Linked DNA regions of Mus musculus: all the other regions are linked to region 2. Evidence: chromatin contacts called from public capture Hi-C data. All regions are on one chromosome and are shown on one strand. Each heading gives the region's core, a stretch centred on a gene start, on an enhancer-like site or on the middle of the called end of the contact. The rest is flanking DNA. Distances are from core to core; before and after follow the strand shown. Region 1 has its middle 70 kb from the start of Gm30158. Region 2 has its middle 150 kb from the start of Gm46300. Region 3 has its middle 220 kb from the start of Gm30158.

Region 1 (3,588 bases), core at 475-2,974, 740 kb after region 2:
CCAGAGCGTCAGCACTTTGGACAAGTCGGAATATTTATTTCCTCTCCACAGCGGTGGCCATCACAGGTGCATTTGCCTTCTGCCCTAGAATGCCCCCTTGGTCACCATCTGAGTTACTGTTAGCCCATTCCAAGTTCAACTTGTCAGTGAACTGAAAAGGTGTATAGTTAGGTCAAAGACATCCCCATGCTTGGGTGTATCTATCTGTCTGCCTTTCTTCCTTTTTCTTCCTTCCTTCCTTCCTTCCTTCCTTCCTTCCTTCCTTCCTTCCTTCCTTCCTTCCTTCCCTCCTGTCTTTGCAGGAATTATTTCTTTAGTTCCACTCCCTCAATCCAATGTGTAAAATAACTTTAAAAAATCTATTTAAAATGTCAGATGTAGAGAGTGTCTTTTATGAACTGTACAGGAAAATGTACAAGTCTAGTGTATTGAATAAAAAAGAATAGTGCAAGATAACTTGCAAATTTAATATACATTCCTGAAGCTCTACTATAGAGCTTGATAATTTTTGAGTTCAGAAACACTTCTTATAGTTTCTGTTTGCTTGCTTGTTTGTTAATTTTAAAGAGGAGATGCCATGAAATTCCAGTATAACATACCTATTGTGTTTGAAATGAGTTGTTAATTCAATTCTTTTGCTTAAAGACTTCAGACTGCTTTACATGCAACAAAACTTAAACATGATGGAGAATAACACACTATTCTTTTTTATCCTCAAACAGAAAGCTGTACTTTGGATTGTGTGACAATTCAGTGAGAAAGGGAATTATCTTGACCCAGCTCATGAAAGAATATATTTATCACTTAGAAGATTTATGCATGTTATATTCTTGCTATGTCCCTTGGCACACGCATCATCGCCTAGATAAAAGACTGGTCCTCCCTCTCTCTTTTCCTCCTCCCTCTCCCAGAGGCTACCTCTGACACCCTCCTAATAAACCTTCCATGTGAGATCTGTTGCATGGTGTGATTTGTTTGGGACCATGCCGCTTATTTCTAACAGCAATAATAAGACTCATTCTCATTTCTTAATGAACCTATTCCATAAACCAGTAAATTAAGTGGATATGGATTCCAGTCCCTGCCAATCAAAATAGCAGGTGGTAAATCAGTATCACCTGTGAAATGTTCTGCTTGCCATTTAATCCACAGTGGAGAAAAGGGACTGTGAACTATGATTTCTTGAAATGGACATTTTTGTTTGTCTCTTTGAGTATAAATAATGCAGAAGGTTTTTTGGTTGGTTGTTTGGATTTGTTTTGTCTTTCACAAAATATGATCTGTCAAGGAAATAGAGTGATTAGTTTTTATGAGAATTTCACAAATACATATGAGAGAGATTCAAACAGGACAAAAAGGTGACACCAAATTTCATGAAGTGAAATTTGGTCTCCTAGCTCAGAGTCTAGTGACCAACAAATTTCAAATGAGATTTATCCACATATAGGGATGCCATTTCAATGACTTCAGAAAATAACATGAAGTTGGGATTGCAGTTCAAATGTAAAGAATCATGGAGTAACAGAGAGAGAGAGAGGGGGGGGGAGAGAGAGAGAGAGGGAGAGAGAGAGAGAGACTGTTCTTTACATTCCCTGGGGTTTGGTGCCTCCAGATTTGGCAACATGAGCAAGAAGAGAACTGAGGAGCAGCAGACCATTCTTGTCTGTGACTGTGGGATTTATTTCTGTTTGCTTCCTCTGTAAAACCAGTCTCCTGACCACATCTTGAAAAGTTCTCTTTTGTAAGATGACATCTTTGATCTGCCAAAGTGTCAGGCAAAGGCATGGAGGGGACTGGGCTTCCTCTTCTTCAGATTGCTGCCCTTGAAAGGTTTTTGGGAGATCACTGCAAAGGAGGACATTTCCATAAAAGCAGGCACAGGATATTGCTGGTTAAAATATTAGAGGTCTTCTTGTGCACTTAGGTGATTAATAAATTCATCTTCTTCACCAGAGGGACCTGAATGCCTGAGTGAGCACAAATCCTTGCATGATTTATGAAGATGTATGCAACAGGTACTTGTTGGAGAATGGAAGTCTCTGTCCCTGCACAGGACATTCACTGCTACCTGGTCCAATGCAGGAGCAGAGCTCTGTGTCCATTGCTTCACATCTGTGCTTCTGGTCCTGTCATTTTCTCCATTTGAACTTCCTGCCCCTTCTTAGTAACCAAATCATTTTCTCTGCATCCAAATAAAGTCTACAGTTTGGCAGAATGTGTTCTGGGCAAAGAAATCAGATCGGAGACAATGAGAGAGGTGAGAGAGAGAGAGAGACAGAGAGAGAGAGAGAAAGAGAGAGAGAAAGAGAGAGAGAATGGAAACAGGCTAGAGAGAGCTAGGTAAGTTTAGGACCTCAAAAGGCATTTGGCCATGAGAGTGAGAGTTTTTATTAGTCATTTTAATAGCACCCACCTCCTCCTATACTTATGTCTAGCTTCCTTAAATATAACTCTTATGGGGAGCGGCTTTATGTTAATTGGCTTCCTCCATATGTTAATCTTGACCACCCTCCTCTCTTACCTCTCCTCTGTCACATTATCACAAATAGGGCACACGTCCTGGTCATTGTGCCCCTTAAGTAGTGTCGTGTGTGTGTGTGTGTGTGTGTGTGTGTGTGTGTGTGTATTTGTAGTTTATCCCTTTTCACTGTGCTTTCTGTGTTATTTACTTTCGGTATTTTAAGCAAAAGGAATTATATTTCAAGGATCATTACCACCTGGTAAATATCCTCTATCTGAAGTTAGCAGCACATGCTAACTCAAACATTAAAGGGCAATGATACAAACACTAAGTTTAACTTTCCTACTCAACATTGTGTAACACTGAAGAGAAATTAGCTCATTCATAGACCAAATATCAGATCTCACAATTCTAGGGAACATGGGCTTCCACCACTAGCACCTCCTCTTTCTTAAAGACAAAGAATAGTTTCCTCCTAGTTGGATACAGGGCTGTAATTAGTCCTAGCTAACTGAAAGTAAGCAAAATTGCTCTGTCCAGTTCTTGAAACATATCCAACAGAAGGAAACAGTTTTGTCATCCAATGTACAATCTAAGCATGGAGCATAAGCAAACATTCTGGGATTTAAAAGAGCCTAAATCTTGTGGATGGTTACCATCCACCTACAGACAAGGATGTAAAGGATGCATGTTAAAGAAGAAGAAACAATGAAAATTAACTTTTATTTTCCTTTTTGAAAAAATGACTGGTGTGAGGCACTGTGTCAGGGTAGTACTTGGCGTGTAAGAATGGGGAGCTGAGTTTGAATATCCAGCTCCATGTGAAAAGCCAGGAGAAACAACAAGTGTTGTATGTAACCTCACTGATGGGCAGGCAGAGCCAGGACAACCTCAGGGGCTCACTGGACAGCCAAGCTGGTCAAGTTCAGCAAGAGGTCTTGCCTCATAACATAATGTGAAGAGTGACAGAGACATCTGACCTTGACCTCTAGCTTTTACATGAATGCGTGCCACCATGTACATGTGTGCCCCTCCCCACACACAAATAAATAACAATAACACACAAATAAATAAACAATCCCCAGGGGTTTAAATTTGTATGGCTTATCTTTGAATGTTATTCTGAA
Region 2 (3,598 bases), core at 718-3,217:
CATCAAACCCTGGCACCACTGGTGAATGGCATTTCTGTTTCTGAAATCATGCAACCCTTCTGATCTGTAGGGATGCTGTCATATTTCAGACTTAGGAAAGTTGCATTGAAAAGTAAGCAAAAGTGCAAAAGGCAGCATTTCTGAACTCTCTTCTAGCAATTCCAAGGTATCAGTGGACATGTTCCTGGAGATCCAATGTTGGACACGGGCACTCTGGGGTTAACAGAGGAAGTACGTAAGCTCTTTTCATTTCTTCAAAAGACCAGTTTCACTTATGTGTATCATGTTTCTAAAAATTCTGTTAAAATAACAATTGATTTTGTTGACTGTGGTGTGACAACACACCTGTAATTCCAAAAGTCAGGAGGTAGAAGCACAAGAGTCTTCAAGGTTACCCTTGGCTGCTTTGGCTACCTGTCAAGTTTCAGGCAAGTTTGGGAAATAATAATGGTAAGTGATAAAAATCATCAATAATATATAATATAATATAATATAATATAATATAATATAATATAATATATGATAAATAATGAAGTTTTAATGAATTATTGGGAATGTTATCCTCTTTGGCATTGGGTAGTCTGGGTGTAAAATAACCATCATGGCTTTGGGTAGGTTGATTAACCCCTTTGTCTTGAAAAGCCCATATCTGAATATGTGTAGATTGATGAATTGTGAGGACTGAAATGAATTATTTCATAGTACAAGGGAGATTTTTTTTTTTTAGTGGTGGTAACTTTAGCTGTCTCAGAAGTTTCAAGCCTTTTAGCCAATCTCCACACAGTAGCTTTAAAAATAATTTCCAAGATGATGGTCCTTCTAGGCTTTACACAACAGGGCCCGATGCTGTGTTCACTTCCAGGCTGAACTCATGGAAACTTTTGGTTCCAAATAGAGGAAGTCATAGCAACAACAGCGATTCATCTTCCGGCTTTCATCAGCTCCTCATGGCCTCGCTGTCATCGTCATCTGAGCTAAAAACAATTCAACCAAGGGAAAGGTAAACAGGAGCCCTTCCATTTTGCAAATGAACGAGTGGAAGTGTAGGGACATGAAGCCCTTAACTAAAAAGTACCCATTACTCATGTCCTCATCTTTCTGTGCACTATGTGTCTTAGTTTTAAAGCTGGTCTCAATCTTCTATTTTACATAGGATGTTTCACCCTGTATTGATACAGATCGAAAGGACACTTACATCAATCTAAACTCACTCACCCCAGCACAATCTGCGAAGCATCTTTAAATTTTCCGTTAGGGTAGCCCTTGCCATACTCCTCTATCCTGCAGCATCTCTATGCATTAATGGGTCCCTGTGCCTTATACCCCTGTGTATAAGTGTTGAGAAATATTCTGCTTCATCTTGCAGCTCTTGGGTAGATCACTTAGCTGGAAATTATGATAATTTGGGAGTTAGTAATTTTCTTGCCATATTCTTTTCAAGCTAGCTTCTTCTTCCCCTGCTTATCACTTCACTTTCCTTCTTCCACATACACATCCTAACAGCTTCAGGATGACCTTCCCATTCTCTCCTGTGACACCAGTGTCAAATATGTTTGGGGCATGTTCTTTCTGGCAGTAGAATGGAAAAAAAAGTATACAATATGAGTTTTCTCCATCCCCTACCTGAGAAAGATAATTATCATGAAGCTGACAATGACGGGACCAAGGTGATTCAGACTAATTCAGACATTATGGTAAGCCTACACATGTTGGTATACTTTGGATAAAGGTGAATGGTGTGAGAAATACAGCAATCAATTGCAAAGCCATTCCTCTAAGAATGACTCTAGGTGAAGTTGAGAAAAGCTATTTATAGTCATGGAGAACACTTGGTTATCAAAGGCAAAAGGAATGTGGCATTTCATAAAAAAAATATTGTTTTAGGCAAAAGAGAGGAGACACAGGGAAGGCTAGCTGAGGCGGTGTCATGCAAGGGGCTAATAGAGGCTACAATCCGAGTGGAGAGTGACAGAGGGTTGTGAAGAATTTGGAAATGCTGGAAACTTGGACATCACAAGATGGGGAGGGTTCAGTAGTGTGGCGTGGTGTGGTTAGAACTAAAGTTTGGAAGCAACGCTGGCACACAATTTGTGCATTGGCATGCTGGAAACAATGGATGGAAGAATCCGTGAGATGAAAGGAAGCAAAATTGAGTCATAGTCACCCATTCCAAATTTTCACCACTGAGGGAACTGGGCAAAGAGTGCAACTCATGACTGGATATGCTCACTGAAAGTGGAACCCCTTTCTTCTAGTTCCTGTTTAAAAATATAAACTGCATGCAAATTCAAATTAAAAAAAAAGAACCTTCCTTTGTCACGTTGAGAAACTGTGTTTTCTTTGTTGTTTTGTGACTCACCTCGGGACTATTCATACAAGAATGCTATTTGTAGGGATGGGCAGACCTGTTTGGGGGGGGGGAACAAGAACCTCTCTGGAATGTTCACCCACTCTTGGAACCATAGTTGTTGTTCTTTCTTTCTTTCTTTCTTTCTTTCTTTCTTTCTTTCTTTCTTTCTTTCTTTCTTTCTTTCTTTCTTTCTTCCTTTCCTTACAAAGTTCTCTGTTCATTTTAAAGTACTTGGCCAAGATTGGAAGAGGAAAAAACATCTCGGATATCATAGCATCCTGGGCTGTAATGCACAAAGCATCTTGGAATAGCCCTGCAAGGAGCAAAAGTAGTGGCTTAATCATCTTAATTCAAACCTTATTCATGCGGGTGCAGAGAGAGAGGTAAGCTTAAGGAAAATGTAGGGTGATGGGTCATTACAAATGGCAAGTGCTAGCCCAGGAATTAAGATAGCTTGGGCAGTTTAAATTTTGTAGAAGCTAGACAATTCAAAAGAAGTCAGTGGAGAGAAGCTGGAGGTAACTGGATCTCAAATCAAGACAAAGGATTAAAGGTGAGATCTTTAAGTAGAGTTTTTCCTATACAAAGTTTACTCATAAAGAATGAAATGTACTAGCTAGGGTCCCACCTCAAAATATAAACTTCTCAATAACCTCAAGATCTACTTTCAAGAATTTAGATTAGATAAATTAAAAAAAAGGCAACTTTCTAGGATTACATATATTTTTCATAGGATTGATAGTCTTACTTTTTTATAGTCTTTTCCCTTTGTTTTGGCAGGGAGGGGTTTAGTAAGGAGATGTTGATATCGGAGCAATTAACCCTGACAAAACTTATGGAAAGTTGCATTAAAACTTTTTAAACGTAAGCATTCAGGGATGTCTTTTGACATTTTTGTTCATTTTCCATGCCAAGGGAGAGTTTGAGGACATGGTAGTGATTTGAAAATAAAAACTGATAGAAGGGGCATAGTGTGTGTGTGTGTGTGTGTGTGTGTGTGTGAGAGAGAGAGAGAGAGAGAGAGAGAGAGAAAGAGAGAGAGGAGAGAGGGAAGAGGAGAGAGGGGAGAGGGGAGAGGGGAGAGGGAAGAGGGGAGAGGGGAGAGGGGAGAGGGGAGAGAGAAGATTAAGAAAGATAATGGCTAATCTATGGCTAATCTTGGTTGTTGAGAAGATGGTACCTCAGTTGAAGATTGCCTCTATCAGATTGGCTTGGCTTGTGGGCATATCTTTGGGAATCTTGTGCATT
Region 3 (4,035 bases), core at 1,066-3,565, 590 kb after region 2:
CAAACATCCTACAGATGTGATCACTGAGAGATTTGATGAAGAACCTGAAAGGTCAGAGAAGGCAGACACAGCTCTGCTGACTGAGGAAAGGAACCACAATCCAAAAATATAGGCAATTCTAAAAGCTGGAACTGGTCCTCCCTTTATAACAACTAAGACAAGGGGTCTTTTCCTTGTCTCAGTTGAACACTCAACTAAGAATTCACATCTTTACTCTAAAAAGGACGATAGCCTTTCTGAGTCTTCAACTTTAACTTAACAAGATTTATGGTGGACTTCTGATCTATAGAGCCTTCAGAGATTTGTTATGTTTTCTTGTTTCTTTAAAGTTTAAGTTTAAGATGTTAAAATTCTGGTTATTATGCCAGGAATTATTACATGGTTATGCAGCCAACTTTAGGTTAGACGCGGTAGGCAATAAAGGAATGCCGGTTGGAATGTTCTCTGCTGTTCCTCACCAGAAGTTGGTGGTTATTGTGATAAGTAAGGGTTGAAATTCCAGAATCTAATCAAGAAGAAACTCTGCTTTCTGAGCCCCGTGCCCTCACACCAACTCCCCAGTGCCAATGGCCAGAAATCCTCAACGATTTCCAAAGCTGAAGCCAGGCCAAGAGTTTCTGAAATTAATCCATTGGATACATTTAGGAAGATGAAGTGAGACCAGAAAGGTAAAATAGGAGTTCAAGTTTTAAAGATTTATCTTTACTTTTATTAGTGTGTATGAGCATGTATCTTTCTCTGTGTGTGCATGCCACACATGTATGGTGTCCATGGAGGTCAGAAAAGGGCATCAGATTCCCTGGAACCAGAGATGCAGGAAGTGGTGACCCGTGATGTGAGTGATGGGAACTACTCTCAGTCCATTGTGAGAGTAGCCAGCACACTTAACCACTGAGTCGTCGCTACAGCCCAAGGGAAGAATTCTTAAAATCATTTTGAAATGAGAAATTCATTAACCATTCCTATGAATAGTTGATACTTGATCCCAAGGGAACTTTTTGAGACAACCTATGAAATAAATTATAATATATATATATATATATATATATATATATATATATATATATCCTTGCCATTGCTTGTGGCTTAAGTCAAAAAGAAATATCAGTTCAGTCTCTAAGTAATGATGTTGCTTCAGTGATGGCTGGATCTCTCTGGTTCATCAGACAGTTTTCTTATTAATTTTTTAAATTGTAAAATTATATATATGTGTGTGTGTGTGTGTGTGTGTGTGTGTGTGTGTATGTGTATGTATATGTGTATATATGTATATATCTTTGGAAATTTGAAAAACTATGTATTTTGATGTTTTCATTCCTTACTCTGCCCCAATTCTTCTCCTATTTCCACTCCTAAACCCCTTCACTTCCTTCACTTCCTGTATGTATTTTTTAAGACACTGTCTCATAATAGATGTCCTGGTTCTCTGGTTCTTATAATCACCCCACTCTCTCTTTTGTGATGATCCCTGAGTCTTAAGTATACAATTTGTATTATAGGGTTGCGTTGTATTGTTTTATCCATAAAGAATTATATAATACCTGTACTTGTGGAGAGAACAAACGTGAAGGGCACGTTTATCTCCACAGAAGTGATTCGAATTGAGAGAGCTTCAGTAACTGAAGGTCACTTGCTAATGATAAGCATGGTGGCTGCAGAGAAGAAAAGTGGAGAGGCAATTCAGTAGTGGAGTGTTTGCCTAGCATTTGAAAGGAGCTTGGTTTGATCTCCAGAATTGGGGGTCGGGTAAGGTTGTTATTTGTTAGCACAGAAAGGAAGTAGGTAAATCTCAAGTTCTCCAAAGGGGTTATTGTCATGGAAAACTTCATATTATGTATATGCAATCTTAAGATGGTCCTTGCCATTGCTTATGGTTCAGTCTCTCAGTAATGATGGAGCTTCAGTGGTGGCTGGATCTCTCTGGCTCACCAGACAGTTCTCTTATTTTTTTTAATTGTAAAATTAAAACATAATTATATCATTTCCCTTTTCCTTTCATCCCTCCAATTCTTACAATATTTGATTTTCATCTCATATTTATCAGATCTTTCTCATCTTCATGGCCTTTTTATTATATATAGAATAAATATACTCCTAAATATATGAGATATATATATTCCTGAACATATAAATATAACCTGCTTAGTCATGTCATGTTACTTGTTTGTATATGATTTCACAACTGACCACCCACTTGGTATTGAGTAACCAATTAGGTGCTTTTTCTTGTGTCAGACTATTTCTCCCACTCTCAACAGTCCTTAGCTGCTTGTAGTTATTTTGGAAGAGGAAGTGGATAAAAATATAAATCTTGGAGGAACAGGAAGTCAGTTGTGAGATTGTGACTCTTACAAAGGTCAGGGAAGCAATCCCCATGAAGTCTCCCTAATGCTGCCTGAACAGGACCTGGAGAAAGACAACAGAAAGACATGTTAACATGGGAGGGCGATTCTCATGGATTCCCAACCTAGGAAAAGAACTATAGGTATGTGTCTTTGTTAGGTTTCTACTGCTGTGAACAGACACCATGACCAAGGCAAGTCTTACAAAGGACAACATTTAATTGGGGCTGGCTTACAGGTTCAGAGGTTCAGTCCATTATCATGAAGATGAGAACATGGCAAAGGCATGGTGCAAGCAGAGCCGAGAGTTCTACATCTCCATCTGAAGGCTGCTAGTGGAAGACTGATTTCCAGACAGCTAGGGTGAGGTTCTTATAGCCCACACCCACATTGACATACCTCCTCCATTAAGGCCACACCTATTTGAACAAGGCCACACCTCCAAATAGTGCTACTCCCTGGGCTAAACATACACAAACCATCACATTGTGTATTTTAAACACAGATATGTTCTGCATTGTCTTCATTCAGACTATTTCCATCAGACAGCAGAAAATATATCACATCCATGCTAGAATTTCTTCCTATGTTTTACACAACCAAACAAGAAAGATACTCTCCTCTCCTTAGTAGTTCCCAGTTATTCATCTTCACAGATAGCTTGAGTAATAAGTCTATTGTTTGGTCAATCCATGAAGATAATGACATGTAATATCTTTTTAAAGAAGGTCTTGTTATTTTTTTTTCCTAGTATAAATTCACGATTAGCAGAAAACAAAGCTCATTCCATCTATTGCATGGGTTGAAAACTAAAATGAAGCTAGTATCAAAAGAACAGAGAAGCAACTGAGGGCAGGTGACAAAACCAACACAACACACAAACACACACACACACAAACACACACACACAAAACAACACACAAAGGACTATCTTCCCTCCATAGTGAAATACAGATATTGCATGAAGAACACAAGAGTCAAGGGTCAAAGGTGTTTTAAATTTTTATATATCTGATAACGTAAAAGCTTGAAGGCATTTGAAGGATGGGAACTAAAACTAAGGGCCAATGAAATGGCTTTATACCTGATTGAATATAAGTGGTATCAGAAAAAAAGTTACTAATGGGCCTTTTACAGCGTGAAGAGAATCTGTAAGGAAACATTAGGTTAATTGCTCCTGCTGTATTCAGCTGAGCTTATGTGACTATCAGCTGGTCTTACATATATCTTCCTGACTTTATAGACTGACTAGTGAGTTGGCTTGCAATAAAGGAAGAACAGAAAGGAATACAAGCACATTTGAGCACTCACTGTTCTCTACTGACTCCACGGGATTCCTCGAGGAACCAAGTCAGTGTGTGTTTTCTATGTAACAGAGCAGAGAAAACAAATTATCAATACGAGCATCCTTAATGTTATTTGAGGTATTTCCAAGGAGGGAATCAAGCGCTTGAAAGGGAATAGAATGGTGGGTGTTTACAGCTTTGTCAGTGAGCATAAGAGGGTAAGGTTTTATGGACAGGTGAAGAGATAAAACACACAAAACAGAAGTGAGAAGGGGATGCTATAAACAGGAGGACACATCAAGCAGAGGACTAGTGACATGTGCTATAAACTTCTACAGATGTGTCACTGGTCTGATGAACATATGATGCATTCAGAAATTTATCATAGTTCACGATATTTTCCCTAA

What was found. Capture Hi-C pulls out chosen DNA fragments and counts their contacts.
Region 1: a contact with region 2 is called in a capture Hi-C map of bone marrow-derived macrophages, with 7 times the contacts expected there. The contact joins two enhancer-like sites. A contact is called at or near these places in 1 of 484 Hi-C or Micro-C datasets (macrophages) and 1 of 9 other capture datasets (bone marrow-derived macrophages).
Region 3: a capture Hi-C map of bone marrow-derived macrophages shows a contact between it and region 2, with 8 times the contacts expected there. The contact joins two enhancer-like sites. A contact is called at or near these places in 2 of 9 other capture datasets (bone marrow-derived macrophages and embryonic stem cells).

What each region holds. Positions count from the first base shown.
Region 1 is chr11:111,440,762-111,444,349 of GRCm38.p6, forward strand. No RefSeq gene overlaps it. Among named protein-coding and RNA genes, the nearest start is that of Gm30158, 70 kb to the right of the region's middle. Within about 2 kb of position 1,725, at least 7 of the 459 cell types and tissues checked have an H3K27ac peak or open chromatin away from gene starts, as enhancers often do. A contact at or near this core is called in bone marrow-derived macrophages and macrophages, where this site is marked.
Region 2 is chr11:110,696,339-110,699,936 of GRCm38.p6, forward strand. No RefSeq gene overlaps it. Among named protein-coding and RNA genes, the nearest start is that of Gm46300, 150 kb to the left of the region's middle. Within about 2 kb of position 1,968, at least 36 of the 459 cell types and tissues checked have an H3K27ac peak or open chromatin away from gene starts, as enhancers often do. A contact at or near this core is called in bone marrow-derived macrophages and macrophages, where this site is marked.
Region 3 is chr11:111,288,501-111,292,535 of GRCm38.p6, forward strand. No RefSeq gene overlaps it. Among named protein-coding and RNA genes, the nearest start is that of Gm30158, 220 kb to the right of the region's middle. Within about 2 kb of position 2,316, at least 27 of the 459 cell types and tissues checked have an H3K27ac peak or open chromatin away from gene starts, as enhancers often do. A contact at or near this core is called in bone marrow-derived macrophages, where this site is marked.